Regions from separate parts of the Mus musculus genome. Here all the other regions are linked to region 4. The links are chromatin contacts, called in public HiChIP or PLAC-seq, Micro-C and promoter capture Hi-C maps. All regions are on one chromosome and are shown on one strand. The core of a region is the stretch at or near the end of the contact, and the rest is flanking DNA. Distances in the headings are between cores, read along the strand shown.

The links. Promoter capture Hi-C pulls out the DNA fragments that hold promoters and counts their contacts. A called contact is a pair of places that touch in the nucleus more often than the background predicts. HiChIP or PLAC-seq counts read pairs in DNA pulled down with a chosen protein or histone mark.
Region 1: a contact with region 4 is called in an H3K27ac HiChIP or PLAC-seq map of large pre-B cells, with 4 times the contacts expected there. The contact joins the promoter of Treml2 here to the promoter of Mocs1 in region 4. A contact is called at or near these places in 1 of 39 promoter capture datasets (the C10 cell line), 1 of 484 Hi-C or Micro-C datasets (B cells) and 1 of 115 datasets of contacts at active chromatin or transcription factors (large pre-B cells).
Region 2: a contact with region 4 is called in a promoter capture Hi-C map of pre-B cells, with 3 times the contacts expected there. The contact joins the promoter of Plcl2 here to the promoter of Mocs1 in region 4. A contact is called at or near these places in 1 of 39 promoter capture datasets (pre-B cells) and 1 of 115 datasets of contacts at active chromatin or transcription factors (bone marrow-derived dendritic cells).
Region 3: a promoter capture Hi-C map of liver shows a contact between it and region 4, with 2.1 times the contacts expected there. The contact joins the promoter of Foxp4 here to the promoter of Mocs1 in region 4. A contact is called at or near these places in 2 of 39 promoter capture datasets (the 3T3-L1 cell line and liver) and 2 of 115 datasets of contacts at active chromatin or transcription factors (large pre-B cells and pancreatic cancer cells).
Region 5: a contact with region 4 is called in a Micro-C map of the G1E-ER4 cell line. The contact joins the promoter of Tbc1d5 here to the promoter of Mocs1 in region 4. A contact is called at or near these places in 2 of 39 promoter capture datasets (erythroid cells and liver) and 2 of 484 Hi-C or Micro-C datasets (both in the G1E-ER4 cell line).
Region 6: a contact with region 4 is called in a promoter capture Hi-C map of hippocampal neurons, with 4 times the contacts expected there. The contact joins the promoter of Mdfi here to the promoter of Mocs1 in region 4. A contact is called at or near these places in 3 of 39 promoter capture datasets (the 3T3-L1 cell line, hippocampal neurons and liver).

Annotation. Positions count from the first base shown.
Region 1 is chr17:48,298,358-48,303,010 of GRCm38.p6, reverse strand. It overlaps Treml2 (triggering receptor expressed on myeloid cells-like 2), which reads right to left and starts at 2,973. Exons shown (of 5, transcript NM_001033405.2): 1 at 2,415-2,973; 2 at 79-399. The coding sequence starts at 2,484.
Region 2 is chr17:50,507,061-50,511,558 of GRCm38.p6, reverse strand. Plcl2 (phospholipase C-like 2) reads right to left here and starts at 2,012. Exons shown (of 6, transcript NM_013880.3): 1 at 1,622-2,012. The coding sequence starts at 1,951.
Region 3 is chr17:47,923,284-47,927,930 of GRCm38.p6, reverse strand. Foxp4 (forkhead box P4) reads left to right here and starts at 3,299. Exons shown (of 17, transcript NM_001110825.1): 1 at 3,299-3,725. Gm46601 (a long non-coding RNA gene) reads left to right here and starts at 1,092. Exons shown (of 3, transcript XR_003952247.1): 1 at 1,092-1,177; 2 at 1,898-2,012; 3 at 2,117-2,457.
Region 4 is chr17:49,425,199-49,429,976 of GRCm38.p6, reverse strand. It overlaps Mocs1 (molybdenum cofactor synthesis 1), which reads right to left and starts at 1,613. Exons shown (of 11, transcript NM_020042.2): 1 at 1,413-1,613. The coding sequence starts at 1,535.
Region 5 is chr17:51,177,263-51,182,031 of GRCm38.p6, reverse strand. It overlaps Tbc1d5 (TBC1 domain family, member 5), which reads left to right and starts at 2,680. Exons shown (of 22, transcript NM_028162.4): 1 at 2,680-2,932.
Region 6 is chr17:47,830,383-47,835,127 of GRCm38.p6, reverse strand. It overlaps Mdfi (MyoD family inhibitor), which reads left to right and starts at 1,837. Exons shown (of 4, transcript NM_001276390.1): 1 at 1,837-2,184. The coding sequence starts at 2,109.

The DNA.
Region 1 (4,653 bases), core at 1,724-4,223, 1.1 Mb after region 4:
CATGACAGGAGGATGTACACAGCAAAGAACCATTGTTCCATGATCCCGCCCGTCCAGGCTCTGCGCAGGTCTGCTCACCTGGATACACTTCCAGTTGGAAACCCACCAAAGGGTAGAAATGCCCAGCCGTGTTACGCATACACCAGTATCGTCCGGAGTCCTGAACTCTGAGAGCTTCCATGGTGATACGGACTACCTTGACCTTGGCATCATCCCGCAGAGAGTAGCTGGGACCCCTCACCCAGCTCCGGGTGAAGTTGTGGTCGCACTTCTTCTTCTTGACTTTGCACCAAGACTTGGCCTCAACTAAGTTCCGGCGGTTCTTGTAGGAGCACTGCACAGACAGGGTCTCGCCTTCACGCCGCCACACTTTCCTGTACAGGTTCTCATTGGAGTGACCTGGGGAGACAGGACTTTTCTGACCAAGGTCGGCCGAGAAAGAAGGCATCTTGAAAATGGAAGCTGGGGGTGAAAGGAGAGAGGGATGCTGCCCTGACTTCCCTGGAGCTCAGTGTGAGGCAAGAACATAGCCGGACCCTCCGAGAATCTGTCACAGAGAAACACAGCACCTCTAACCCCCAGAAGGTCTGCTCTGAGTCTGATGGAAGAGGCCCCCAGTTCAATGAGGGACACACTCCTAACACAAGAGCTCCACCAGACATAGTCTTGTTCCTCTGGATGTTTTCCACTCTTCAGGGATGCTCAGGATTTCAAGATCAATCCAGACCCTGCCTTCGGGGAGACAGATGCAGACACAACAGCTCATCAAGCTCTGGAACCAGAGAGCACAAACTACAGAGGCCAAGAGAAGGTCCCAGTATCCGGAAAAATGATGAAGAATTATTTCTCCCAATAGTAGTCTCCCTTCCTCTTTCTCTCCTACCTGGACACTCTCTTCTTTATGTCTTGTTTGGGGTTGTGGGGAACACCATGCCTCGTATCTCGAGCAGGGTAGGCAAGCACTCTAACCACTGAGCCACACCCCTGCCCCTATTGGATACCTTTTAAGTAGCACTCTCCATGGTCCTTAATTTTTAAATACCCTATATTAACACACAGATTAAGCACACCACACACACTTAAGTCCCATGGATGAGCCAGCCAACAGATACAGTATTCACTGTCCATCCAACTTTTTGTCATCGGGACTTGACTTTGACATCTGTAGATGCACCAGGCAAATCATGGCTGTGCCAGGATGCTTGGGGCCTGCGGACCACAGGCTGGCCATGGATGGTAGAGTCTCTATACCTAGGAGTGAGATGTGGCCCAAGCCTGTAATAGCATGAAGGAGACTGAAATAGGGGGATCCTGAGTTTAAGACTAGCCTGGGATACCTAGTGAGATCAGGCTAGCCTGGAAACAAAATCCCATCTCTAATTTGTACCTGTAACACCAGGGATGGGTTTGGGGGGGGGGGCAGGGAAGGGGGAAGGGGATGGACTGGAGTGCATACACGTGTGTGTATAACACACACAGAGAGAGAGAGAGAGAGAGAGAGAGAGAGAGAAAGAGACAGAGACAGAGAGACAGAGAGAATGAATATGAATGAAGACATGAATGAGTTCTGTGCCCTTCATAATCCAGTCTGTTGAAGAAAGCAGAGCAGGGCAATTCAAGAGATGGAGGGAGGGAGAGGGTACAGTGAAGACCCAGAAGCCACCTGCCCTTGTTTCCAACAGCTTGTAGCTGAAGCTCTAAGGTCTGTTCCTCCCTTGCCAAGTAAACAGAACAGAACAGGCCTCGAATTCACCTCGGCTCAGCCCAGGGTTTCGAGACCCTTCTCCCTGCAGAGTGGCAGAGACCTGGAAGAAGCCTTTTGGGGTCCCAGGTTCGTTTGTGCCCATGTATTTTCTGTCACTTGGTGAAGGGAGGGTTTGCCAGCCCTTACTCTAGCCAGAACAGAACAGGAAGTGGTAAGCGGTTGCCTCGGCAGTCAGGAAGGTCGAAACCAGTGAGCCCCTTGCAGAGTAGCCTCTAGTTGGGAAGGGCCTTTGGGGATTGGTTCCCTTCCAGTCAGAGCTGAGGGACCGGATGTGGCATCAGCATTCCGAGAAAACGAAATTTAAAGTGTGCAGACTTGATACAAGAACTCATACTGGCACCAGTCAGACAAAGGCCAAACAGAGGTCATTTCTGTGAGAAAATTAAATGCTCATTCTTCGTTACAAGGGAACCCACTAGATGAAGGCCAATATAGAGGATACAGCTACATCTTAGCCTGTCTAAGCTCTGCCTGGGGCCAGATATTAGCAGGGGACATTCTCACTGGTCTCTGGTAAAGACCGGTCAGCCCACCCTCCTTCCCCAACCCACAAAACATTAAGATAGTGGAACAAGAAGAGGCAGTGTGGGGTAGACAGGGGAAGTAGTCTTTCTCTTCTACCAACCCCACCCCCACCCCTGCCTCTCACCTGAGACACAGCCCTGTAGCCACAGCAGCAGCAGCAGCAACAGCAGGAACGTAAGAGGCCATGGCTCCATCCAGATGCAATGTCACAGTCAGCCCGGGGATCGAGGGGCAGGACCCACACTGATCCCAGGCATGCCACCTGACCTCCCAGGGTTGGACGGCAGGCTCTGAAAAACCACAGTTGCCTGTTTGGGGAAGTGAGCCCCTGTGGCACACAATGCCCCCAGTGGAGCCTATCACAATTGTGGGGAGAGAAAGTGAGGGTGAGGGCGAGGGCGGGAGCTGTCTGTTTCCGCCCTCTTCCTCAGAACTTCAGGCAGGTGTGGCTGCTCCACCCTGTCTTGGGGCCCCTGGGCCAGAGAAAACTCCAGAACCCCACAATGTCTGTGATTCTCTGCAGAAAACTGGATCCATCTGGGGTGTCTCCTCATTCACAGCAGCTGGTCCTCCACTCGGGGAACTGGAGGAGAGGCTTCTGGAACATTCTGTAGAGACTTCATGGGATCTTCTGGGTTCTGAGATTCAGGAGCAGGTGCTCTCTGGCAGGCCTTGACATACTCCTTCAGAAGGAAGGTCTTTAGTCTGGTAAAATGGACTCCTTCAGTCACCCTGACCCTCCTCTGTCCAGGCTAGTCACTTCAGTCACTCCTGCTCACAGTTGCAAATAACCTCTCACGGACTCACGTGCGGGCTTATTTTTGTCATGGGGGAAACAAGATGCAAATTTTAAAATTCTCTCTCTCTCTCTCTCTCTCTCTCTCTCTCTCTCTCTCACACACACACACACACACACACACACACACACACACGTGCGCGCAGCCTCTCCCTCTCCCCTCTCCTCCCCTCTCCTCTCCCCTCTCCCCTCTCCTCCCCTCTCCTCCCCTCTCCCCTCTCCCCTCTCCCCTCTCCCCTCTCCCCTCTCCCCTCTCCCCTCTCCCCTCTCCCCTCTCCCCTCTCCTCTCTCCCCTCTCCCCTCTCCCCTCTCCCCTCTCCTTCTCCCTCTCCCTCTTCCCGTATTTCCCTGGCTCTGTTTTTCCTGGTCCTAAGTCACCCAGCAATTTTCTCTAGCCTTCCACTGCTCCAAGGCTTCCAGGCTTCTTGAAGTGAGGTAAACCTTCCCCTCCCCCACCTCCTCTCAAATGACCCCGCCCTCAGAGCCCCTCCCTCCCCTTGTTCTGCAGGCTTAGGCCACCTTGGAGCACACAGTTCTGTCTCTTCAACTTCCTCCCCTCAACCATATCTCTCTTCTACAGCCACCCGGCTCTAGCTAAAATGACCCAGCATTTGGCCCAAGACTCCACCCATCCCTCTGTCTCCAAAGAATCAAAAGACTCTACTGATGTCCAACAGCTGTGCAACCTGCTCTTGTGGATTATGGAGGCTCAGGGGACTCCGTGATTATATGGGATCCCTCTACTTGTTTAGGACACTGAACAAAAAGTTCTGCCATTTGCACAGCCAAAGTCTTTACACGAACTTGAACTCCCAAGTCCCAGACCAAAGGAATTGTAGTTTTGCTCTCTTCAAATTTCTCACATTTTAAACTCATTCATTCATTCATTCATTCATTCATTCATCCATCCATTCATTCATTAGTTCTTACAGTGTGCTTGCTCTGCATGGCCCTGAACACTATGGGGAAAGGATGAAAGGGCTCTGATGTGACATTCAAAGGGACACTGAGACACATTATCTTTTGAGGGAGAGAAATGTATTTAATACTGTGAACAGAAGTTCCTGGAAAGATCTGCACCTGATGTTGAACCTTCTAGGAGGCTGACTGACTGACTAGAATGTCAGTTGACACATTTAGGACTCTGTTTTCTGTTTGTGAAGCCCACGCTGCTCCAAGCTGCCCCCACCTTGGCTGCTCAGCCAAGATGAATTGTACCCTAAACTGCACTCCCAAACCAATGAAGTTCACTGGCAAGACGGCTCAGCAGGTAAGGGGGCTTTTGAGAAGCCAAAGGACCTGAGTTCCATCCTCAGAGTCCCAGGGTTTGGTTTCAGACCCCAGAACAAACAACTGAGGTGCACAACTTATATACCAAAGCAGACCTGGCCTCCAGTTTCTCCCAGCATCCCTCAGTCCCTCCTTGGCACAACCCCACCCTCTACCCAGACCTTACCAGCCCAGGGGCTGGGCTGACCTTCCCCCACAGGCGCTTCCCTATATAATCCAGACCTTTTAGTCTCTTTGCTGCCCCCTTTTCTCCTCTTTTCTTTTTCTCTTCCCCCTC
Region 2 (4,498 bases), core at 763-3,262, 1.1 Mb before region 4:
CAACTGTCACAGGGAACAACCCTACTGCTGTTACTGTCCTTCTCTGTGAAGCATGGCCTTTTAAATGTGAAAACTGGCCACCAAAAAAAATCCTTGAGGGGAAAGGTTGTTAAAATTACATAAACCGGTATATTATCTAAAACTTTCACATAAGGTGTTATTAATATCACAATGCAAATTCACCACAAATATTTAACCAATAAAAACAGGAATGTTGCATAGCTCTGCAAATAGGATCAATAATCATATATACTCGAAGACAACTTTCCTGGAAACAAACCACATACTAGAAGGAGAAGATATATCCATCACTAAGAGCTACACAAGCAGGAAAAAACGGACACCGCTTTTCTTGGTTTAAAAGTTAGACCATACACTTGATCTTTAGAGACAGGCAATGCACTTGATCTTTAAGCCCTTCAACTGTGCCCTGTCCACACAAAACCTGAGCAAGCAGATGACAAGGCTAGATGCAGTTTCACAACAGCCTCTTACACAGCACCAAAGTGGTCTGTTACACTAGATGGCTGCAGATGATGATAACCCAGAGGCACCTTCACAGTACTTGAGCATTTCTGAATTTCAAATACCACCAGTGTCAACTCTGTGCTGTTGGCACATTCTGACCTGTCTCCTAAGGGTTGTCAGCCACAAACAGGATGAGTTAGCACCAGACAGTACTCACTGGCCTGTCCTAAAAACTCCTTCATGTCTCAAAAAGCAACATTCCATATTTGCTCCATATTTGAACAAGCCAAATGGGCTGATCTGGCTCAAGGTTCTACTTTTCGTAGCTTATCAACTTTCTCTTTTCACTTCGAGTCACAAGAAATATTTTTATGTTGCAACTACACTGCAATGTTTGAAGGAAGCCACCATAAACTCTTAATGTCACCTCTTGAAATTTAAAATTCACAAAACAACTGGTGGCTTTCTAAATAGCACCATGAAAAACAAAACAAACAAAAACAAAAACAAGCAAAAACCATTCCAAAGAAACTTGCTAATTTGGAGAGGCCTGCTTATAGCAGCTAGGAAAGAATTAAATTGTGCGGAACTGTATTCTCTCAGAGCTTTTGAGGCTAAAAAAGAGGAAATCTGTGTTTATGTTCCCTTTCTCCGAGTAACTGAAGGAGAGGTATTTACATTCCCCAAATACAATCACTTGCAAGGGGCAACCAATTACCCAGTAGATTAGAAGAAATCTATTAAATAATATATGTTCATTGCCTGGGGTTTTGAGAAAATATTTTCACATGATCCCTGTCCTTTAAAATACAATAGAAACCTTACAGGGAGTGTGCCACCATGCTAAGCTGCCTCTGAAAAGCCTGTCCTACCCAGGCAGGTACAAGGCCATTTAATTCCAAGTCAATCTGGAGAGAGGTGACAGCCCCAAGTTGCTCTGGGGATGTCAGAGCACAGCACTCCTGCACACTCAGATCACCTCTCCATTCTTTCCCAATGCCATCAGCTTTCCAATCCCTGCTCCAGCACTCCAAACACCCCTACACCCTGGCTTCCCCTTCGCAGTGGGCTCATTTTGCATCGCCTCCTTCCGCCACAGCTTCTCCGGGGCGGGGAAAGCGAGCCCAAGGACGCGCGCGGGTCTCCTACTTACCTTGATGATGCTGCTCCGGCGGGGCAGGCCGCCCGGTTTGCTGTCCCTGGGGACCGGACCGGCAGCTGGGCTAGGGGTCCGCGCGAGCGCCACGCCTAGAGGTCCCCTGCCAGGGCTGGTCCGGGCTTCGTCCCCGGACACGCCGAGGCTGCAGTCTCCGTTGGAAACCCCGCCGCTGTCATAGCGCGCCCGCCCGTGGCCGAGGCGACCTCCCCCGCCACCACCTCCGCCTTCCCCGGCTCCGGCTTTCAGGGCGCCCTTGGCGCCTAGGGCCGGGCTCGGGGAGGTGGGCAGGGCCCCTCCTGCGGCGCCCCGGCCACACTCCGCCATGGGCGCCCCACGACCCGCCTGCACAAAGCCGCGTCCCCGCGTCCCCGCCGCCGCCGCCTCGGGCCGCTGCGCGCGGCCCCTCCTCCTCGCCGCCGCCGCCGCCTCGGCCGCTTCTTCCGCTTTTTCTTTTCTTTTTTTTTCTTTTTTTTTTTTTTCTTTCTCTTTTTGGTTGGGATGTGGCGCGTGCAGCGAGCTCGCCTCCGGCGCGAAGGACGTCGTGCAGGCGGAATTACCTCTGGGGTCCTGCCGGGGTCGGGGAGAGAGAGAGGAGAGAGGAGTCAGCTTGGGCGGCGGCGCCCCCGCTGCCGGCACCTGGGGAAGGAAAACACGCCCCGGCACACGCGCCGCTGCGGGCGCCAAAAATAACGCGCGCGCGCCAGCGCCCACCGCCGCGCGCCGCGTCCCCTCCGGCCCCGCGCTCACCGACGAGCGCCGCGTCCCCTCCGGCCCCGCGCTCACCGACGAGCTCGCGGCGGCGGGGCGCGAGGGACACGTGCGCCCACTCCGCGGCGCTGGCGACACGCGGAGGCGCGGCGCGCGGGGCTCCGGGGTTCCCGGCTCCGCCCAGGCCCGTCAGTCTCCCCCCCCCCCCCCACACCTTCAGGGCTCAGCCGAGGCCCAGGGCGGCTTCTGATGGCCCCCGGGCCCACCGCCACTTACCCGCGGCCATCGCCTCCCGGGCTTCGCGCTGCCCCCTACAGGCCGAGGGGACCCGTCCGGGCTCCGGGCACGGGCGTTGCGGTTGTGGTCGCTCTCCTAGGCCGGCTCAGCGAGGCGCACGCCACAGCCAGCTGTCAGTCACCTGAAGGCATCCCGAGGGGGACAGCGAACCCGCAGGCCGCGGGCGAGCTGAGGGTCCTGGGGCTGTGGTCTTGGCCGCTGCACCTCGCGTCCAGCTCCAGCCCTTCATTCGGAACCCGCTCCCTTCCCACCCTGCTCCCCCTGGGCTTCCTCAGTGGAGCAAACCCATTTCCCATACAGAAACCAATCCTCTTGCGTGTCCTTGGGCTGCTAAACTCAATGAGCACGACAGGTTGCCAGGATCTGGGGTAGGGATGGCATGGCTGGCAGGCGTTGAGAGACAGAAGACCTCCGCAGAGTTTATTTGGTGCCTCTGGGTTGTCCCACGGAGGTTTATCATTGTAGTCTGTGTCTTTCCTAAACCTGACACTAGAGAGACTTGCTTGTTCAACCCCTAGTGGGTACCATCCAAATCAGGACCATCGTTTGGGACAGGATCAAAAATCAATGATTAACATGTCGCTCTCATATGCAAATACTTTCCTTAAACCTCCATTCCTGGAGCCAAGGAAGAACGCAGGGCCACTGTGTAGCCTGGCAGAGCCATTGGCAGAAGAGCAGGACGAGTGCACTGTGTGGTACCAGAGGCTCCACCCACCTCCCCAACCCAGCCACCCTGAGGTCCAGTTTCATGCCTGGTTCTGGCTTCCCAGTTTTTCTCTCACTGTATTTCATCTTCTGGAAAGGCACTTTCCCTGGGCCAGGAGTACCTGAGAGTCCCCTGGGACAGAACTTAGAGACCTTGCCCTCGTTACCATAATATGGTAGCAAATTGCCAAGGAGCCTCTAAGGAAACGAGCTTTACATTCATAAACATGTCCACCCTTTCCTCAAATGCGACATCAAAATCCTTTCGTTATTCTTGGGGTGTTTTAATTCTTCTGATCCCCTTGGCACGCTTTTGTAAACATCTGGGCAAGTCAAATAGGGCCTACCCACTAACAAATGTTTTCTTATGGATAGATGACATTTTAATTCTTTTTTTAGCCTCACCCCTCCATATTAACTCCTTCCTAGTTTAGCCTCAAAATATATTTTTGGTCTTCTGACAGTTTCACAGAAAAATACTTTCAAATCAGCTTTTCATTTGCTTTATTAGATTGATAGTCATAATTGTGTTTGAGTATGTTAGAGAGGATAGAATGCAGGGGTCTTCCTGTAGAAGTTCTCTAATTCTGATGTTTTCAGTCATCACAGGAGGATCCTGCCCCTCTTGTAGTAGACGCTAATCCTCTACATTTACATGACAGTAGCAAAAGAAAAAATGATGTAGCTAACAAAGATTCTTCAGCTCTTTCCTGGAGAGTTCTGAGCTAAGTAGGGGCACCCTGAGGGTCAAACACCCAGAATGGGTTGTTGTTTTGTTTGGTTGTTTGGTTGTTGTTTACAGAACTAATTCACAAATGCCCTTCAAAATGAACACCTGTCTATTTCATTCTAGATTCCCAACAGATCATATCAGGGAGATTTCGTTGAAATAAACTTGGCATTTAAATTAAAACGTTCCCCAAAGCATTTTGGCAGATCTGTAACTAATGATGGCAGACGCCCAAGGCCCGTGCCAGGTTCCGATTCATCCCTGACCTAACTACTTGTCTCCCACAAGCTCCTGGTCACACATGTGGTAGAAAGATATTGGCTCCACAAACGGCCAACCGTTAGGTACCTTGATATGGTGACAGGAAGAGGCATGTTCCTGTGACATGCAATTCTTGGCTCCCAACCTGTTTCTTAAGCTCAGTGAAG
Region 3 (4,647 bases), core at 2,050-4,549, 1.5 Mb after region 4:
CTCTTGCCTTGCATGCTGGGATAGGAGGAGTCACAGTGAGGCCCTTGGGGAACTTAGGATTTGTACTGGCTAGTTTTGTGTCAACTTGACACAGCTGGAGTTATCACAGAGAAAGGAGCTTCAGTTGAGGAAATGCCTCCATGAGATCCAACTGTAAGGCATTTTCTCAATTAGTGATCAAGGGGGAAAGGCCCCTTGTGGGTGGGACCATCTCTGGGCTGGTAGTCTTGGGTTCTATAAGAGAGCAGGCTGAGCAAGCCAGGGGAAGCAAGCCAGTAAAGAATATCCCTCCATGGCCTCTGCATCAGCTCCTGCTTCCTGACCTGCTTGAGTTCCAGTCCTGACTTCCTTTGGTGATGAACAGCAATGTGGAAAGTGTAAGCTGAATAAACCCTTTCCTCCCCAACTTGCTTCTTGGTCATGATATTTGTGCAGGAATAGAAACCCTGTCTAAGACAGGATTCCTGTGGGGGAACCCCTCCAAACTGACACAAACTGAGAGAAAGGACTCTGAACTGGCTACTGTGACCAAGACATTGTCTGTTCTGTTACCTTCTTTCAAGAGGTCTGTTTTCTCCCCTGAATTGCCTCAATTAGGACAAGATGGGGTCTTCTGACTCCCTTGGGCTTCCCACTCTGACTCGCAAATTCCACAGTCCCGCAGGGGACTGAGTAGGCCTGAGTAGAGGGGTAAACTGAAACGAAAGAAAAAAAAAAGCAAAAGTTATTTTCCCAGCATGCCCTGTGGGAGCAAGGAAGGAACTGTTGTGGCAAAGTAAGGGGGCAGAGTTCTGTGACGGCGCACACCTGCCTTCTCTGTCCTAGTCAGTCTCTCATTGCTACTTTCCCCTTAGCCCCTGTTGTAGACAAGATGGGAAGAAAACTTTGGAGCAGGGTCACTAGCCCAAGGGTCCCTGGTTGTCTGTACACCATGATGCCACTCAGCTGCCTCTCCACACAAGGCAATACAAAGACCCTCCGGTTCAAGAGCTCCAGAATAAAACCCTGTCCGAGACAAACTGCTCCGGTTGGAACTGCTCCATCCAGCTAGGGTGTAAACTTCGACATGGCAAGTGTCCTTTTGGCCTCAGTTTCCTCCTAGATAAAGCAGAGCTAACAAAAGATCTTCCCTGTGGAATAATCATGAAGATTCAAGAGCCAGCATACCTGCCAGGAGGTAAGATTGACATGGTAGCTACTATCTAGTCCTTGACTTTGGTTGTTTGTTTTGGATTAAAAGATGTTTTAAAAACAAAAAAAAAATAACAATTTATTTTATGTGTGTGCATGCATGCGCAGAAGTCAGATAATACTTTCTTTTTTTATTAAGAATTATTTATTTATTCTATGAGTCCACTGTTGCTGTCTTCAGACACACCAGAAGAGGGCATCGGATCCCATTACAGATGGTTGTGAGCCATGTGGTTGCTGGGAATTGAACTCAGGACCTCTGGAAGAGCAGCCAGTGCTCTTAACCGCCCAAGAGAATACTTTCAAGATGTGGGTCCCAGGGTCCAACTTTAGGGAATTGATAGGTGTCTCTATCCATTGAGCAATCTGACCAGCACTGGTTTGGATTTTTGAAACCGGGCCTCTTGTAGCCCAAGCTGGCCTGGAACCCCATCTGTCGTTAAAGATGACCTTGAACTGCTGAACCTTCTGCCCTTACCACCCAAGAGCTGGCCACTACACCTACTGTCATTTGAGTTTCATTTCTACTGGACCGGTCACCATGCAGTCCAAATAAAAGAGCTGGGCTGTGGGCGTGGCTAGGTGGGAGAGCTTGTGTTTAGCACTTCCGGAGGCGATTTGCTCAACGCATCCCGCAACGCAAATACCTAAACAAGCTGCACAGCAGCCCTATCCAGCTTGACATCTGTGTGTCTCCAAATTTCAGCAGGGTCTATGTTTGCCCTCTTTGTGTCTGTCCACTTGCGCAAACAGAGATGCTTCAGAGCTGGGTTGTAACTACCACCTTTCAGCTCCTGGCCCACGGAAAAGGGGCAGAATAGGTGAGCAGAAATTGCTTAAGCTGTTATCTCAGAAACCCGTTTTTGTTGTTGTTGTTGTGTTTTTTTTTTTTTTAAGAGTTTTCTCCAAAATATGTTATCCCCAGGAAACCAGGCCCAGTCCTTACCCAGTTCATCCTCCATGGGGTCTGCCTGCCCTTGGTCACCTGCCTCAAGGTAACCCGAAGCCAACAGGGTCTCCCAGAGTCACTGCCTTCCTGTGCTCAACCCATAACTTCTCTGGGCAGGGTGGGCCAAACACGGAGGGTCCCTGAGGCGTGCCCCTCACCTCTTCACACACCCGAAAGGGAAGATGTTTGGGTAGAGAGTGGGAGGATTTTTTTTCTCTCTCTCTCAGTTCTCCACCAGTCTGAGCCTGGCTCCTGCTACCCAATTTAGTCCTCCCCCTCGGAACCTGGGCCTTTCCGTGCCCGGACTTCCCCCTCCCAACCCAAACACACACCAGCGTCCCCAACCCCACCCCCACCCCCATCCTCACGGTCCCCCTGGGCACAAGCGGTATTCAGGGACGCCAAGTTTTGTTTACAATCTAATTTGTTCAGATAATTGCCTCGACTTTGCTCTGTGCTTGGCCCGCGTGGATCCAGCCTGAAGCCCTTTCTCCATCGGTTCTCACAGCACTTTATAGGAAATTCCCCTTTGCAGACCGAGGCGGCAGCGCGTGCGCGCCGGGATGGGAGAAAAGACTGTTCACAAAGCCCAGAAAGAGCCTCCCCAGCCCCAGCCCCCACACAGTGGGGAGTCAGAGGGAGGCGCGGCAGGGCCCGCGCTGGACGTCGGCTTCGGACTGGGGGGGGGGGGGTCCTGACCACTCCCCGCGCCAGGCGCAGCCCGCCCGAAACCAGTGAACCGTGTGCCAGCAGGACTTGGCCGTACCTCCAGGTTCCAGGAAAAGGCCAGAGTTAATAAAGCCTCCCATCGGATGGGTCCCCAGTCCACTGTGAAACTCTACGGCCTATCGACTTTGGCAGATCGGTAGCCCCACGTCCCCATTTTTTCCTTCCCCAAAGTTTGGTCCACGTGGTCCTCTTCGGCTTGCCGCTGGCCGCCTCTCAGGGGGAAAAGTGGCTGCACCTGCTTTAGGCGAATTATGGTAGCACTAGAAGTTAGTCTCCCCTCCCTCCGCCGCTCGCTCGTTCGCTCCCTCCTCCCTGTCGCTCGGCGCGCTCCCTCCTTCCCTCCACCCCTCCGGTCCCCCCGCCCGGTGTGCCCCGCCCGCGCGCCGATCGCTCGCAGCCACTCGCAGCCGGGGCTCAGTCGCAGCCCCTCGGAGTCCGGAGCCGGTCGCCCCTACGGACCGGACAGTGCCACCAGCTGCCGGGACGGAGCCCCCCAACACGCGATCAGGGCGCGGCGCAGGCGGCCGCGGCGCGGCGGGGAGGAGCCCGGGCCGGAACCAGGGCTGGGCCGGGGGCGGGGACGCCGGGGTCCCGGAGCCCCGGAGCCGGAGCGAGCTCAGGAGCGTCGCCGGAGCCCGGGGAAGGACGATCGGAAGCTGGAGAGAGCCAAGCCATCCTCCAAAGTGCGATGCCCCCAAGGGGCTAAGGCGCGCGGCGATCGGCGCTAGAAAGATCGCTTCGGAGCGCAGGGGCAGCCCCGGCGAGTGGCGGCGGGCCCGGGCTGCGACCCGAGCGAGCCCCATGCCCCGTGCGGGCTGACGGGCCGGAGCCCGCACTGAGCGGCCGGGCCGGACAGGTAGGTGGCCGATTCAGGGACCCCAGGGATCCGGGTGGGGGCTGGGCCGGGGACTCGTCCAACTCCCTAGCTCGCTCACTCTCTCGCCTGCTCCCCGGCTCACTTTGTGTTTGCAAACTGCCCGCCCGAGGCGCGTCGGCCGCCGGAGGAGCCCGGCCCCGGGCCGGAGCACTTTGTTCCAGCTGGGCCGGCCGCGGAGCACTGACCCTGGTGAGTTGAGAGACCCTGCCCCCGGCCCGGGCCCCCAGCCGATCGGAGCTGTCTGGGGAACAGGTGGGGGCTGAGGCGCGGGGCTGGGGGGCAGCGGGAAGCTGGCCGGGGCGGAGGGGGGGCGGCTTGGAGAAGCCACTGAGGCCCGCCCTGCCCCAAGAATCTGGGCTCCGCCCCCTCCTGGCCTCGCTGCTGGGAATGGGGTGTTAGGGGGCGCGACCCCCCCTCCCGGAGTGAGACAAAGAATACTTCCCGGCCCGGACTTTCCTGAGCCGGGAAGGGAAGTGGTGAACTGGGATCCCCCCAAGTCCAGTCTGCACGGGACTCCCCAGGACAAACAGAAAGACTTGAGTCTGTGTGTGTGTGTTGGTGTGTGTGTTGGGGGGGGCAACAATCTCAAACACCTCATCGCCTTGGTTTGTGGAGGTCACACTTCGAAAGTGCTGAGACTAGTCAACCTCCCCCCCCACTCCCGCATCTCTTAATCAGATCTGAGATAAAGCGGAAAACTTCTTGGGGACTTGAGAGAGACTGGTAATGGCCCCTGTGATTTATTTATTTATTTATTTATTTATTTATTTACGTGCGCCGGAGCTGATCGGTGGGGAACTAATCTAGTGGATACCCTCCTCATTCGGACAGAGCTCCTGCGGGGTAGTGTGAGGTTTGAGAGTGAGGGAATAAGGTAACGGAGAGTGGGCCCAAGGCCACC
Region 4 (4,778 bases), core at 364-2,863:
ACAGAAAGCAAGGGAAAGTGAGTGCACAGACTAGAAGCCAGGTAAACTTAGAGGCCAACGAAAGATAAGATCACAGGTCTCCTTAGGCCTTGCTCTGTCTACTGCTCCACCTAACTCATTAGATGTGCTTCAAGCAGCCAAAAGACATTTGCTGGCTTGGCTGGCTACATGCACTGAGGGAAACACCGGAGGAAATACTTAGAAAGGCGAAGGGAGACCTAGCATCTAGGAACTGTCAATTAGTGGAAGACGGTCCCAAGTGAGATATGCAGAAAGCAATGTCTGAGGTACCACTGAAAGAATGACTGCTTGCCCTGGTAGGATGTGTCCAACAGGACCTAGTACAGCACCCCAGGGGAGAGGCTAGCACAGGTGTTTCTGTTTAAGGTCCCACCTTTACTGTGCCCCAAGAGAGAGTGTGAGGCCAAGGGGCCATCAGCTAGTCACACTGCACAGGCCCCCTCACAAAAAGCACAAAATCCATGATGAGGAAGAAAAAAATTATTTTTTGCTAGTATCGGTTTTTAAGAGCTCCCATGGTGGCCTTGGCTATCCTAGCGCTTTTCACTCAAGTACAAAGTTCAAGGGTTTGGAGAGCCCTGTAACAACAAGCCTGCTTTATCTGAGGATCCCAGAGAGGCAAGTCTGAGGAAGTGAACGCTCTGACATAAGCCTGCCTATGTCTTGAGCAAGATGGGAGAGGCAAATATTGTGAAATTCAGAGTCCTGGGACTTCACGCTCAGTTCTGGAAGACAGAAGCGGATGGAACAGTTTCGCAGGTTTCCCTAACCATTTAGATAAAACAACAAACTTAAGACCTACCGTCACTGGAAACACTCGGAGAAGTGCAATACAGGACCCTGCCCCTCACTATGAAGACAGGCAGGAACTCCTTATCACGGAACCTGATCTTGCTCTCGTTCTCATCAAATGAGGCCACCCCATCCCAAGAGAAAGAAGATAGGTCATGGAACCCTGCCACAACAAAGTGACAACCGGCTGTGCCGGACACCTGGCTAGCAATATTTTTTAGTCCTTGTCAAAGAAGCAGTTGTCCGGGGGACACCTGACTGCACTGGCACCCTCCTCCCCGGAGGTGAGGAATAATGTTTAATAGACTGGGTGGAAGCGAAAGCTGGAACAGCTCACTGGAACCTAACTCTCACTCCTTAATAGCACCCCCTTTTCCTGCTGCAGCACAGCTACCTGTTATTAGGTGGTTCTCCAGGGAAGGGGGTGCAGGGGAAACTGAGGAGTCCTTCCCGCTGGGCAGGAGTGAACTCAAGCAACCCAGCAGTGAGTGCCCAGGGTCCTCCCCAAAGGAAGCCTCAGGACAGAGTGCATTCTGAAGATTAGGGTGGCTTGGATCGCCCTCCAGGTAGGTGTGTGCAGGCGGGCTGGGTGGGCTCACCTCCCTGGTAGGTCTCGAGGGCTCCCCGGGGCGAGGCTGCGTCACCGGAGCCCCCGAGCTGCAACCCCGAGCATTGGACCTCAGGAGCTGCCGCACTATTCCGAACGCAGGCCGCGCCGCCATGAAGTCAGCAAAGGAAGTACCCGGCCTGAAGTGGGCCTCCAGAGCACTCTAGCCCGGGACCTGGAACAGAGTCATTTCGGAGGGGCGGAGCAGAGGGCGGCGCCCAAGTAGCCAATCAGCGAGGGTGCCTCTCCGCATTGCCCTCTGGAAGTTGTAGTCCACGCGTTCCGCCCCCTTCCAGGACGGAAGCGTGTTCTTGTGCAGAAATGCCAAGTCTGGGAGAGCTATGTTCTTTTCCTTCAGCTTTGCTTGGTCTTGGATTTAAGCTGTCTTTAGATGCAGAATTTAAAGGGGTGACATAAAAACTTCTAGGCACGTTATACTTTTTTTTTTCTTTTCGTTATGCAGGGGAGTAGAGACCCTTACACAGTGTCTCAAAGGTGTAACCCTGGCTGCCCTGGAACTCGCTTTGTAAACCAGGATGGCTTCAAATGTACAGATCGCCTTCTGCATCTGCTTCCCGAGTGCTGGGATTACAGCCCTTCAACTCTGACTCCAATGAAAATAATATTTTCTTTTTTTTACTCTTTAAATTATTTTTTAATGTATGAGAGTTTGCCTGCCCACCCTTAAGTGCACCATGGCGCAGTTGGTGGCCATAGACACCAGCAGGGGGCGTCGGATCCCTTGGAACCTGAGTTACAGATGGTTGTAGGATACCATATGGGTGATGGTCCCCTGGAAGAGCCGTCAGGCCTCTTAACCACTGAGCCATCTTTCTAGTCCCTTAACTTATTTTTTAAGTTAGCATACAAAATAGCATGCTACTTTATGACATAGTCTTAAGTCAAATAATATCTCAATACATAAAAATCTGCTTGGGTGCGCCAGTAAAATACCAATATTCTATTTAAAAACATCAACTTTACTAATTGCCTTCACTTTACCCTACACCAGACTCTGCTTGTATCTCAGCTCCCTTCTTATGGACACTCTAGTTGTGTCTCCCATACATCAATAGTCTTTGTTTCTCCGTTTAAAAACAGATTTATGAAAGGAAGACACAAAAGAATGGGTGACCCTCGAATTGCTCCCTACACACAGAACTCTGAGCTAACCATCAATCCCATGACCCTGGTGTGGATAGAAAGTTTGTGTAGCAATTAAGGAAAAAAGTCTCAGAGAGTGGAGGCAATTTTTCCAGAGCTGTGTAGCTGATTAAACTGCCCAAACCTTGTAGAAGTTAGGCCTGGTTCTTTCTCCCAGTCCCATGCTCCCAGAAAGAAGACTCAGATTCAAAATATATTTACAACTACATTGGCCATATAGTTAGGCTCTTCTCTGATTAGAATCATAACTTACATCTTATCTTGTTCTACATTCTGGCACGTGACTGGTTACCTGTGCTCAGGTACCATGAAGCCACGACCAGCATAGAGCATGTGTGAGCTGTAGTTGGAAGAGGAAGTATGGCATACAATCCAGAAGAACTGACAGTTCCTCGGCGACGGAAGAATAACAGGACATCGCTGATTTTTACAAATACAGGCTGGTTATTGTAAAAGCAGGGGTGGTTTTGTCTGGATAGTCAGATAAGCCTTCTCCAGATTGTTTTGTCCTGTCTCAACTTTGAGTAGCATTATGGGGAAAAAAAGTATCAGCTTGAATTGGAATGGATTTGGTGGGGCATGTCTGTCAGGATCTGCGAGAGGCCTGGGGATCCCCTGAGAATGGCTGACACGCTGCCCACCACTACGGCTATCTCTGCCTGCATTTGTCAGCAGAACTGGGGGGGGGGGGTAGAAAGCAAGAAAACAAAACCCATTTCTTTGCAGGTGGAAGGCCTGAAAAGCTTTCAAGAGAGCATCAAACCCAGGAGAAAAAGCTTGTTGACATGATAGACTTGAATCAGGAACAAGAATGTGGAGGCAGATGCCTCAGGGGGCTGAAAGGGCTCAAAATAAATTCTGTGGCCGCATCTTCTCAGAGAAGAGAGAACCTAGTATCCACACAGAAAGAGAGTGCTCATATTAGTACCCAGAAAATCACCCATAGGAAGCCATAGGAAGCTTTCACAAACACTGCCATGGAACCTGTGAGACCATCTGTTGTCTGGTGGGGGGGGGGGCTTAGGTTTATTGTAGACACTCCCACCTCATGCACAATCAGCAACAGAGGTCTCAGATGTGTGTGCCAATCCTGGCGTTTTGAGAATTCCTTCCCTAGGGAGACGTCCAAGTCAGAGTCTATCAAAATTCAACCCAGCAAAAAACCAAGTTTGTCAGGCTTGCTTTACTTAGAGTGTGGGTGAGGGGTCTCTCCACAGAGCAGCAGCACCAGAAAGTCTGTGTCTGGCAGAAATGATGGCTTCCCCATCGTTGTGTAGAAGGTGTCCCCTTCCCCTAACCTTTCCCAGATTGCATACTCTAGCATGCCCTGGAGCCACAAGTTGGAACAGAATGGTATGCAAATACCCAGAAGGGAAAGGTGGAAATTCAGTGAGGGTCCCGTGGTCCTTCCTGCTTCCTTCTTCAGAATGAATGGCAGTAGTCTCCAGGCCTGGCGGTAATGAATGGACTCTTGCAAGCAGGCACACTAGATCTAATGAAGATGGCAGCTGTTTGGCTCAGAGGAGCAAGCTCTACAACTTCTGGTCCCAGATCCATGCAGAGTTGATGCTGGAAATCATCTCTATGTCTTCACAAAAATGGAAGATGAACATGGTGTGCAAATTCCCATGAGTAGTTACGTCTATTTCTTTAAAGATGTTGCCATCACGTTACACGGAGACGCCCGTTAGACACCTTTCTTAGAGGGTTTGGGGGTGTCCTATCCTCCACTCACTTTACACTTCCTTGTTGTTTATTCTACCTGAATTTCCCTGTTCCCTCACTAAGAGGTCAACCCATGGATTCTCCAATCTGCTTGCAGGCTTCTGCTTGGATCCCACAAGTGGAAGGCACACTCAGGGAAGCAGAGTTGGTGGGAGGGACAAATGGTCACATGCATATCTCCCTGACTTTACTTTCTGACCACCAAGCAGGAAGGCAAAGAACGGCAAGCGTATAGGATAATTCTACACCTGAAAGCTGAGATTGTCTACAATAAAGCAACACTTACTCAGTTCAGCATTCAATCTAAAATAGATCCTTTTCTAGAAGCCTGGCAAAAACTCATGTGTTTGGCAAGCATGAAGACCTGAGTTCAAATCCCCGATATCCCATATGTACTGTGTGCACCTAGCAGAGATTGGAGAATCCCTGGGGGCAAACAGGCCAGTCACTGTTACAGAATCAGGGAGTG
Region 5 (4,769 bases), core at 1,431-3,930, 1.8 Mb before region 4:
TCCTATGGAATTCATCAGTTCAGTTTGTTTTTCTAAGGTTACTTTAAAACAAAACAAAACATTGGGAGACTGAACCTAAGGGGTTATTCTCCACCTTGTCGTAGTGCTCTATAGACTGAGCTCTTATAGACAGACTGTTTCTGAGGGGAGAAAGAACAAGTAGGAGAGAACTGGTTCCTTTGTTAAGTTACTGTTGTGATCTAAAGGATAGTGGAGCTGCATTTAGTGGGGTCAGGTGGGCCTGCCCATCTTGGAACAACCAGGACGCAGGTTGTGGGGAATGACTGGGCTGTTTCTCATATCTTCTTGCATTTTTGGTCACATAATATACTAGGCAAGCAGGGACCTAGCTGACTCTTCCTAGCATTTAAGTCCCCATCAAGACAGCGAACTAACTCTCAGGCCTGGAGACCTAATATTCTAGCTGGATTGGGCCATTCACTTGGCCAGAGGGCTGCCTGTAGAAGGGTGGACTCACCTTAAGTTAGAGAGATAGGTGGGGTTAATTATCTTTTCAATGAAATCCTGTCCTTTTTCCTACCTAGAATCCCAATCCCCTGTATAGGCTGCAGCTGTGTAGCTAGTTAAGTCAGACTACTTTTAGAATTTTTTCTGTCTCTTCCTAATCTTGTTTTCCTTAACACTCTGGGTTTTCTTTCTTTCTTTCTTTCTTTCTACCTCTCTCTCTCTCTCTCTCTCTCTCTCTCTCTCTCTCTCTCTCTCTCTCTCCCTCCCTCCCTCCCTCCCTCCCTCCCTCCCTCCCTCCCTCCCTCCCTCCCTCCCTCCCTCCCTCCCTCCCTCCCTTCTTTCTTTCTTTCTTTCTTTCTTTCTTTCTTTCTTTCTTTCTTTCTTTCTGTAAAGTCTCCTTCCATACCATGCAGTTGGTGGTTGGCCGTGTAGCTACCCTCTGTGCCAGCTTCAATGGTGTCTTAGGAGGCACCATGACCACGTCAACTCTTTGAAAAGAAAATAATAATTGGCAGCTTGCTTACAGTGTCAGTTTAGTCCATTATCATCATGGTGAGGAACCTGGAGACATGCAGGTAGACATGGTGCTGGAGAAGCAGCTGAAAACTACTCCTGATCTGTAGGCTGAGAGACTGGGCCCACTATGAGCTTTTGAGGTTTCAAAAGCTCACTTCCTTTGACAAGGCCACACCTTCAAATCCTTCTATCACTCTACTCTCTGGTGACTAACCATTCGAACACATGAGCCTACGGGGGCGATTTTTATTTAATCACCACAAATGGTATGGCTGCTTTCTGTCTTCTTTTATCCATCTCTGAGAAGCAGCTGAGCTTTATAGTCTTCAGAGATGTTCTTTTCATCTCTAATGAAATTGCCCTTCGGTCCCTTCTTAAATTATGCTATTTATGAGACTAAGCGTCCCAAGAGGGGATAGAGATTTCTCCTGTCATTTGGTGACCACACTGAAGGACCTCTACAGTCCCAGTAACACCAGCATAGTCAGTACTTCAGGAAGGAGATGAGGGTCTGCGGTGAGATATTTCGGTGCCGGAGAACAAAGTCCACTATACATTGTAGAATACCAGTCATGTGGCTGACTGCTGTATTGCTAGCTGGGAGAGCAATATCCAAATACAGCATGATGCATCTTCCTATTTCTTAGGATTCTGTTCATGAGACTAATGTAATCATGAGTTTAGCCAGAACTTTTAATAGCTTACTCTATTCAACCTGTTCAATTTCTGCTACAGTGAGAAGGGCATTAGAAAAAAGAGAATCACTGTGTTAAGTGTGGTATGCCTTCCTTGGAAGCTAGCTAACTTTCTGACCTCTGTTTTGGTTTCCATAATCTGAACATAACAACTGATTTTTTTTTTTTTTGCGCTATTTGTAAAGACAGATTAATAAGAGATCTCTCTTTCTCTCTCTCCAACTCAGATGAGCTATTTACCACTTTCTTATTGAAGAAGAAAATACCAGCCTCCCATTGCTGGAGGTTAAATGCAACTTTAAGTCAGGATTAAGCAGGGGCATAGGGCGGTAAAACCAGGGTCTAGTCATTTGCCAAAATTGTCATTCATTAGATTAACTATCTAATGACTAGTCATTAGTCTAGATTCGAGGTCTGAGAAGATAAAACCTGTGTGTTTTTACAGGTGTGGGGTTGCTAAAAAAACAAAACAAAAAACAGCACCTCTCTGGATTCATACAAAGAAGGTCTTCACAAAGAGGTAGTGAGTCCCTACAAAATTGGGTGGCACGACCTATCTGTCATCAGTCTGTACAGCTGTAGACCAAGGATGAAGGGAAGGCCATTTACAGGAGACAAGGAAATTGTGCGATCCGAGGCAGGAGTGCCAGATTCTTAGGACGTTCCCAGGCCTGACTTATCTCCTCGATGCCAGTCCCACCCTGGGAAGCTGGTGGCAAGTGGGGGACCTCGGGTTGTGGCAGAAGGCCGGCTCCCACTGTAGGGAGGCCCCGCGCGCATGCGCATCGGCATGGCCCAGGCAGCTCCATTGGTCTCGGGCGTCCCCTTTTCCCTCTTCACCCCGACCTATCCCCCAAGACACCAGGCTCCCAGAGCGCGGGTCACCCGCGGCTCACCCGCTGGCTCGTCCCAGGCCCGGGCGCGCGCCTGCGCACGGGTCCCCGGGCGCGCGGGGTTACTAGAGGTGGAGCGCCGGGAGGGCGCGCAGCAGGAGGCGGACGCCGTTACGGAGGGAGCGTGGTCACGTGGCCGCTGGTCACCGCCGCCACCTCCCGCCCCATTCTCTTGCTGGTCGGGCCAGGCCCGGCGTGTTCCACGAGAGCCCGGCAGACTGACGGGGAGAGAGAGAGAGAGAGCGAGAGAGCGAGATAAAGAGAGGAGAGAGACAGAGAGACTGACAGAGAGAGAGAGAGAGAGAAAGGAGGGGAGGAGGATTCAGGGAATAGGAGCTGGGGAGCCCTGCTGCGCTACAGGTAAAAAAATAACATAACGATGCTAACGGTGAAAAAGCGCCTCGCCTCCCCCGTCAGCCTCCCCGGGCAGCTGCACAGCCGTCGCTCCCTCCCCGGCCTCCCCTCAGCCTCGCTGGGCCCCGTCCCGCCGCCAGGGAAGGCCCGAGCCGCCGGCCGCGGCTTGCGCGCGGGCTGGGAAGGGAGGCGGGCTGGGGCTCGGTCCGCTGCGGGCCGGCGGGCGAGCGGGCGGAAGGGCGAGCGCGCACACGGGCGAGGCAGCCTCTCTCAGCCCGCTCGTCCCAGTCCCCGTCCCCGTTCGGTCCTCGCTCCCGGACGAGCTCGGGAAGCAGCTACCGGGCATTGCCGAGCTGCTCAGCCAGCTCTACTTCCTCTTTGGCCGGTTCCCTGTTTCTTTCAGCCCTGGGCTGCACGTTTCCTTCCCAGGCCGGAAGTCAGGCGGCTGGAGCCCGGAGCCGAGCAGCCTCGGAGGAGAGAAACCCTCTCCTGCCTTAATTTGCCTTAGTGCTACTTAAGTTAGTCACGCCGGCATCTGTCAGTTCGAGGCCTGGCAGGACCCGAGGAGAACGACTTGGGAGAGTTCCCCCTGCCCCCTCTGTTTTCCTGGAAATGTACTGTTCTTCCAATACATTCTGTGCAGATATGCGACCTAGAGTTTGGTCACTCCTAGTTACTAATAGTTTCAGGACGACTTACTAACCAATTCAGCGCTTGAGAATGGTAACAGCTTTTGAAGGTTACATCTTTTATAACCCTTCAACTTCCACCCCCCCCCCCCCATCACTTTCTGCAGAGTCCCCATTTCTCAATTCTGAACTGGACTGAAACTTTACTATGCAGGTTACATGCTAAACTGCCTGAGGTGGATTGTGCTGAAATGCTAGGGCTTTTGTACGCGTAGTCCATCACAGTGTAGTCCACAAACCACCTCTTATTAGTGTGCTGTGGCACAGGATGCACTATTGGAAAAGAACTCTTGGAATACAGTGGGAAAGAAACTCACTTTTCCGTTATGCGTCTTTGGTTCAGTTCTATTTCCAGGACTTCCTTGGTGTCCGAAATAGAATGGAAAGGGCAGCTGCAGTGGGATAGAGAGCGTTGATCAAACCTGAGTCCCTGGGGGTTGGGTTCTTGTTAAAAATGTGATAGGAATTCAGTGGATGTGGTAACTGATACAACTTGTTATTCTGCATTTCTCACGTGGTGATGGACAAGACCTTGTTCAATACAAAAGGTGTAAATATCTTCTGTGTATAGAAATGAAGTTACGTGTCTGTGAAGGACGGACACACACACACACACACACACACACACACACACCCCTTGGAATGAAGAGGTGGCCTGATAGGAAAGTTCAGTGTCAGGGTGCACTAATAAAGTTTGCTTGGGGGAAGTAGAGTGAACCAACGCTGGATTCCAGGAGAAGGAAAAGAAGTACAAATTGTGTGCTCTGTATGCTGTGTGGTGCCTGCACCACATTTTTGTTTTATTTATTTATTTATTTATTTATTTATTTATTTTTGTTAAAATGGTTTGGCGTACTTCTTAAAAGACTCGCTTCCCAGTTCATTGAGTTTTTATTAAGGCATAGGCTCGGAATCTTGGGTTCGTGTGTAATGCTGGTTGAAAGTTTCTTCGATTGGCAAAATCATTGTGTCTGATATCTTCAAGTGTAGCCTCAGTTGGGCAGTGTGTTCTTGGTATTTGAAGCACATATTTTAAACAGTTGAGAGCCACACAAAGGGTGTCCTACCTGGATTTGTTTTTTTTTTTTCCTTCATGTAATTTTTATAATGTAAATGAAAGAGTTTAAAGTATTCCATGTACTTCTTCTGGTTTT
Region 6 (4,745 bases), core at 588-3,087, 1.6 Mb after region 4:
GCCCAGCATACAGGAAACCTCATCTCTAGAGCCCCTCAAAGCAGATGTGGGGCCCAGTAATCAGAGCGCTTGGGAAGTAGGAGCAGCAGCTCATCACAGAGGACTTTGTGGCCACACTGGACTGCATGTTGTCCCAACAACAGGAAGTTCCCGCACCACAAGTACCCTTGTGATACTTGGTACAGTATCACAAATGCTGTTGTCTAGTTCTTCTGATTGCTGTGTCCTCAAAGGGGGCACATCTGTGTGACTAGCGTGCATGAGGTGAAGGTGTTTCTGCACACAGATGTAAAGGTAGACTTCTGACGGGGTAGGGGGGGTGGGGCGCTTTGACATCCTCCTGGACGACCTAGAAACAAAGAGGCTCAAGGATTGCGTTAGTCCCAGAGGCCCTGATCTGAAACAGAAAAACTTAAAAAGGCGGGGCGCTGAAGCTAAGGAGAGACTGGGGAGCTGCTTTTGAAGGCAGGTGAGGCCCGGCCTACCGGCTCAGGTAAGCCGGGAAGAATGCAGCAGCCGCCAAACCCTCCCGCGGGCGCGTCGCAGTGACTCAGCCGCTACCAGGAAGGAGGAGTGCTCCCAAACTCTGCGACGCCCCCAGACAGCAGCCTGACCTCCGAGGCTCTAGGGCGCCAAGTCTCCCGCAGCGAGCATCTAGACGTCCAGGGCGGGACTCCCTCCCGTCCCACTTTCCCCCCAGCGCAGCCACCCCTGCCTATCCCCGGAACGTGGCCGAGGGCGGTGAGAGAGCTGCGGGCGCCGTGGGGGCCACGCGGGTCCCGGCCCCGACGGCGCCCAGAAGACCTACAAGAGCTGTAAGTAGTGACTTCGAGGACTGGGAGGCGACCGAGGGGGAGCTCCATCTTTGGCGTCCCAGCTTTCCTCTCGGTTGTAACGCAGGCTGAGAGGAGGTGTCCTGGCGCCGCCGCCTCCCTAATTAGCTCTGGTGGTGTGGACCCAGACGCCGCCGGGCTTGGAGGCAGCTCAGGTCCAGTGTGAGTCCCAGAGGGACTTCTCACCTGAGAATCACCTCCACGGACCTGCCAAGCCCCACCTGGCTGCCTACAAGCTCCTGGGGTCACTCTGAGGGTCTCCGAGCCCCCCCCCCACTTTTTGGTGACAGTTCCTCCGCACAGCCAGAGCTTACCATACCAGCCGGATCAACAGACTGGCCTCTCCTCAATTCCTTCTACACTCACCCTCGTGTGAGAAAGTTGGAGTGACAGCCTGGTGATGGGCAGTCTGTCTAAAATGAATTCCCGTGTCCAACTGGCACTGGCGGGGATGGCGGGCCTTGGGGGTGTTTTTGGCTGCTATGGGACCAGGAGGCTGATGCGACACCAGCCCAGCTTCCCGGAGAGCCAGTTTCTGACGGACTGAGCCCCTAACTCCAGGCACCCAGCTCCGAAATGGAAATCCAGGACTTGAACAAAGGGCACCAAAAGAACTAGATTGCTCTGATCTTCGGGACAACGCGATTTGAGGGCTACTACTATTCAGACCATTGTCCCAGGATGATTGTGACTTCTTTCTTTTGATATTCTGGAAACTTTTACAAAGTTTAAGACCGAAGGAAAACATGCGGCCCCTTGTGCAAGCCGCGAGGTTCTCCCGGCCCTGGGTAGGCGGAGATCTGGGGAGACTGGAGATCCTGGCTCTGAGCGAGGGGAGGAAACCAGACGAGCTGGCTTCCTGTGGGGGCTCAGGCCTCGGACGCCCCGCGGACAGACGTGTCCTGCCCTGGCAGCAGCGAGTCCCGCACGGGGGAGGGGACGCCTGAGGGGGGCTGAGACAGCGAGGAGGGGGCGGGGACGGGGTGGGCCAGGGAAGAGGGGAGGAGCGAGGGGGCTGGAACGAGAGAAGGAAGAAGGAAGGGGCGATCGGTGGGTGCGAGCTGGCGCTGGAATGGGAGCCAAGAGCGAGTGAGCGGGGAGGGGGCGCGGGCGACACCCAGGTGTCGCATGGCGGGGTCCACGAGGTGACCTGCCTAGGCCAGCAGCGCGCAGCTTGCACGAGTATGCGCTAGGGCACCCACTCCGTTTCCCCACGCACACGCGAGGGAGGCCTGCCCCGCCCGCTGAGCGCTGTTTTCTCCAGGTCCCAGGCCGATGTCCCAGGTGAGCGGTCAGTGCCCTTCTCGCTGCGACGCGCCTCATGGAGTCCCCAGCGCTGCCCTGGACCCAGGTAGGAGCGGGAATGGAGATCGAAGGTTAGACCAGAGTGGTGTGGAGGCTGAGAGAAGTTTTGGGGGTGGGGTTGTTGGTCCTCTTGGAGACGTACAGGCGGATGGCTCCCAGGAGCTTGGGTGGGGGTGGGGATGGGAAGTCTCAGTATTGGGGACCAGGTCCAAGGGGATAAGAGGGGAGTAGAGGGCTAGGGTGAGGAGGCAGGGCCCGGAGCAGGCGGCCATGGCTGTGCAGAGTTGGCTCCAACTCCCCCTAGCCCCAGCTACACACACACACACACACACACACACACACACACACACACACTCCGTGATGTCTGCGATGTCTGCCCATAATATTGGGATTTGTGGCCGAACCATTTCTGCCCAGTGTGTAAATATTTATGAGGGCCTTAGGCGGGGTGTGTGGCAGGGAGGGGGGGGCAGTGTCTGAGTCTCTCTTCTTCCCTTCCCCCAAACTAAGCAGAATGTAGCTGGAGCGCTCTTTGAAAACTTTTGTCTCAGCAACTAGTGGTTAGGAACCTGGCCCCTTCTCTCCTTCTTGCTAGCTGAAATTCCCTCCCGTCAGTCCCTACCCTACCCTATATGGGACTCACGCTGGCACACACACACACACACACACACACACACACACACACAATCTACAACGTAGTAAAATGTCCCTTCCCCCACCTCAGAGGCTAAACTACCCTGATTGCCCCAGGAGCCTACAGACTAAGGAAGAGAGTGTGGTTCCCTGGGGGCACCTCTGCCAATTTAGCCTTCCAACCCCCGGCCCTCACAGTCTAGAGTTTCCTAGAGGCTCATATGGACATCCAGATTCGTTCAGAGTCAGAGTGGCCAGGGTGCAGAGGTGTAGGCCCAGGTTTCCTGACTTAAGCCCCTATTTGGGCTCAGTCAGAGGCCCTGCCTTCCTCCCACCAAAACCAACCTCTCCTTTCCCCAACACTGTCAGTAATGAAAACCCAAGGTCATCCTGGACCTCAAACTCCCATCATGGCCTTGGACACGTTCTTTCTCCTGCTCTAGGCCTGGGTCTCCACCCCCACCTCTCGCCCCTACCCTGAGCCTCCGCCACCCAAGTTTGTCTCTCTGTTTGGGGGATGGTCTTGGCTGCTTGTCTACCTGGCCTGGCCTCTCCCAACTGTAGAGGTGGAAAGTCTCCCAAAACTGAGTGATGCCTGGCCAGTGGAGTCTAATGTGTCTGTGTTCTGACTTCACCAGCCCTAAGACCCTGTTCTGGTAGAGCCTGTAGAGTCTTGATTCAAAACTTAGAATTCTAGGGATACCCTCCTCCAAGGGCCAGGCCCCTTTAGCTTGGAAGGACAGTGGGGAGCAGGGGGTTGGGAGGCCTTTGTGTCCTCTCTCTCTCTCTCTCTCTCTCTCTCTCTCTCTCTCTCTCTGCCTCCCTCTCCCCCACCCCCACGTTTCCATGCTTGTTTGCTTCCCTTATTCGTTTGTCTCTGCGCTCTCCCGTAATGTCTCCTTCCAAGATCCCCTCCCTCGTCTGACCTGCTCTCCACCCAGTGGCAAGGGAGGGGAGCGGAGTGTGCCCAGGACAGGCTGCCGAGTCCAGGGGGAGCTGCTGGGAAGGCTTAGTCCTGGGCTGTAATTTGAGGCCCCCAGAGTTCCAGCAAGCCCCCTCCCCAGCCTGAACTGGGCCAGACAATGCAGCTTTTATAACACTTGTCCTGTTCTGTTCTGCCTGCTACCCAGGAAGCCCAAACCGCAGGAGACTCAGCCAAAACCCCACAGACGCCTGCCTGACTTTGGAGACCAGAATCCCCCTTGCTCCCTGTGTGCCCACAGAACAGTTGGCCATGACACTGTCCCCTAGAGCAAAAGCTGCTGGCTCAATAGCCAGAGAGTGACATGGCCTCCTCTCTCAGGCATCCAAGTTACAGACAGGGCACAAGAGGACTCGGGGCAGCTCTGGTTAGGACAGGTGGCCAAGCACTGAGACTCTGACTCCCGCACTGGCCTCTACCTCACCCATTCCTGACACCCCAAGAGCCTGGCTCCCTAACCCGCAAGATTTCTGCCCAGCACTGGAAAGTTACATTTCTACCTATGGGTCTAAACTTAATTTCCTGGAAATTGAAGCCTTTGGACCTAAAACAACTGGATTGAGCCCAAGTGGCAGCTCAGACCCTCTCTAGTCCTCCACTCAGTGGCCTGGGTCTATGATTAGTGAATCCACACTTGTGACATGGACATCAGAAGAATCTACCTTCTCTTGTCTCTTTAGGGTTCAAAGCCAGATGCCACCCCTAGTCCTTGATGTGGTCCCTTTTCTCCTTTCCCTTATCTGGGGTATTCTGAGTACCAACACTCAGTCACAGACGTGCAGAGGTAAATCCTGACCACCAAGAGGGAAGGGGATGGACGGACAAGGGCCTGGTCTGCAGAAGGCAGGGAGCGCTTCATTGCCAAGTTGTGGGTATAACATGGCTGTTTGGACAAAGGACTGATGTCGCAGGGGTCAGGGAAGCTTTCTGGAGAAAGATATGATGTTGTGGCTAGACCAGGAAGGATGGTGGCAGCATGGTCACGAGGAACT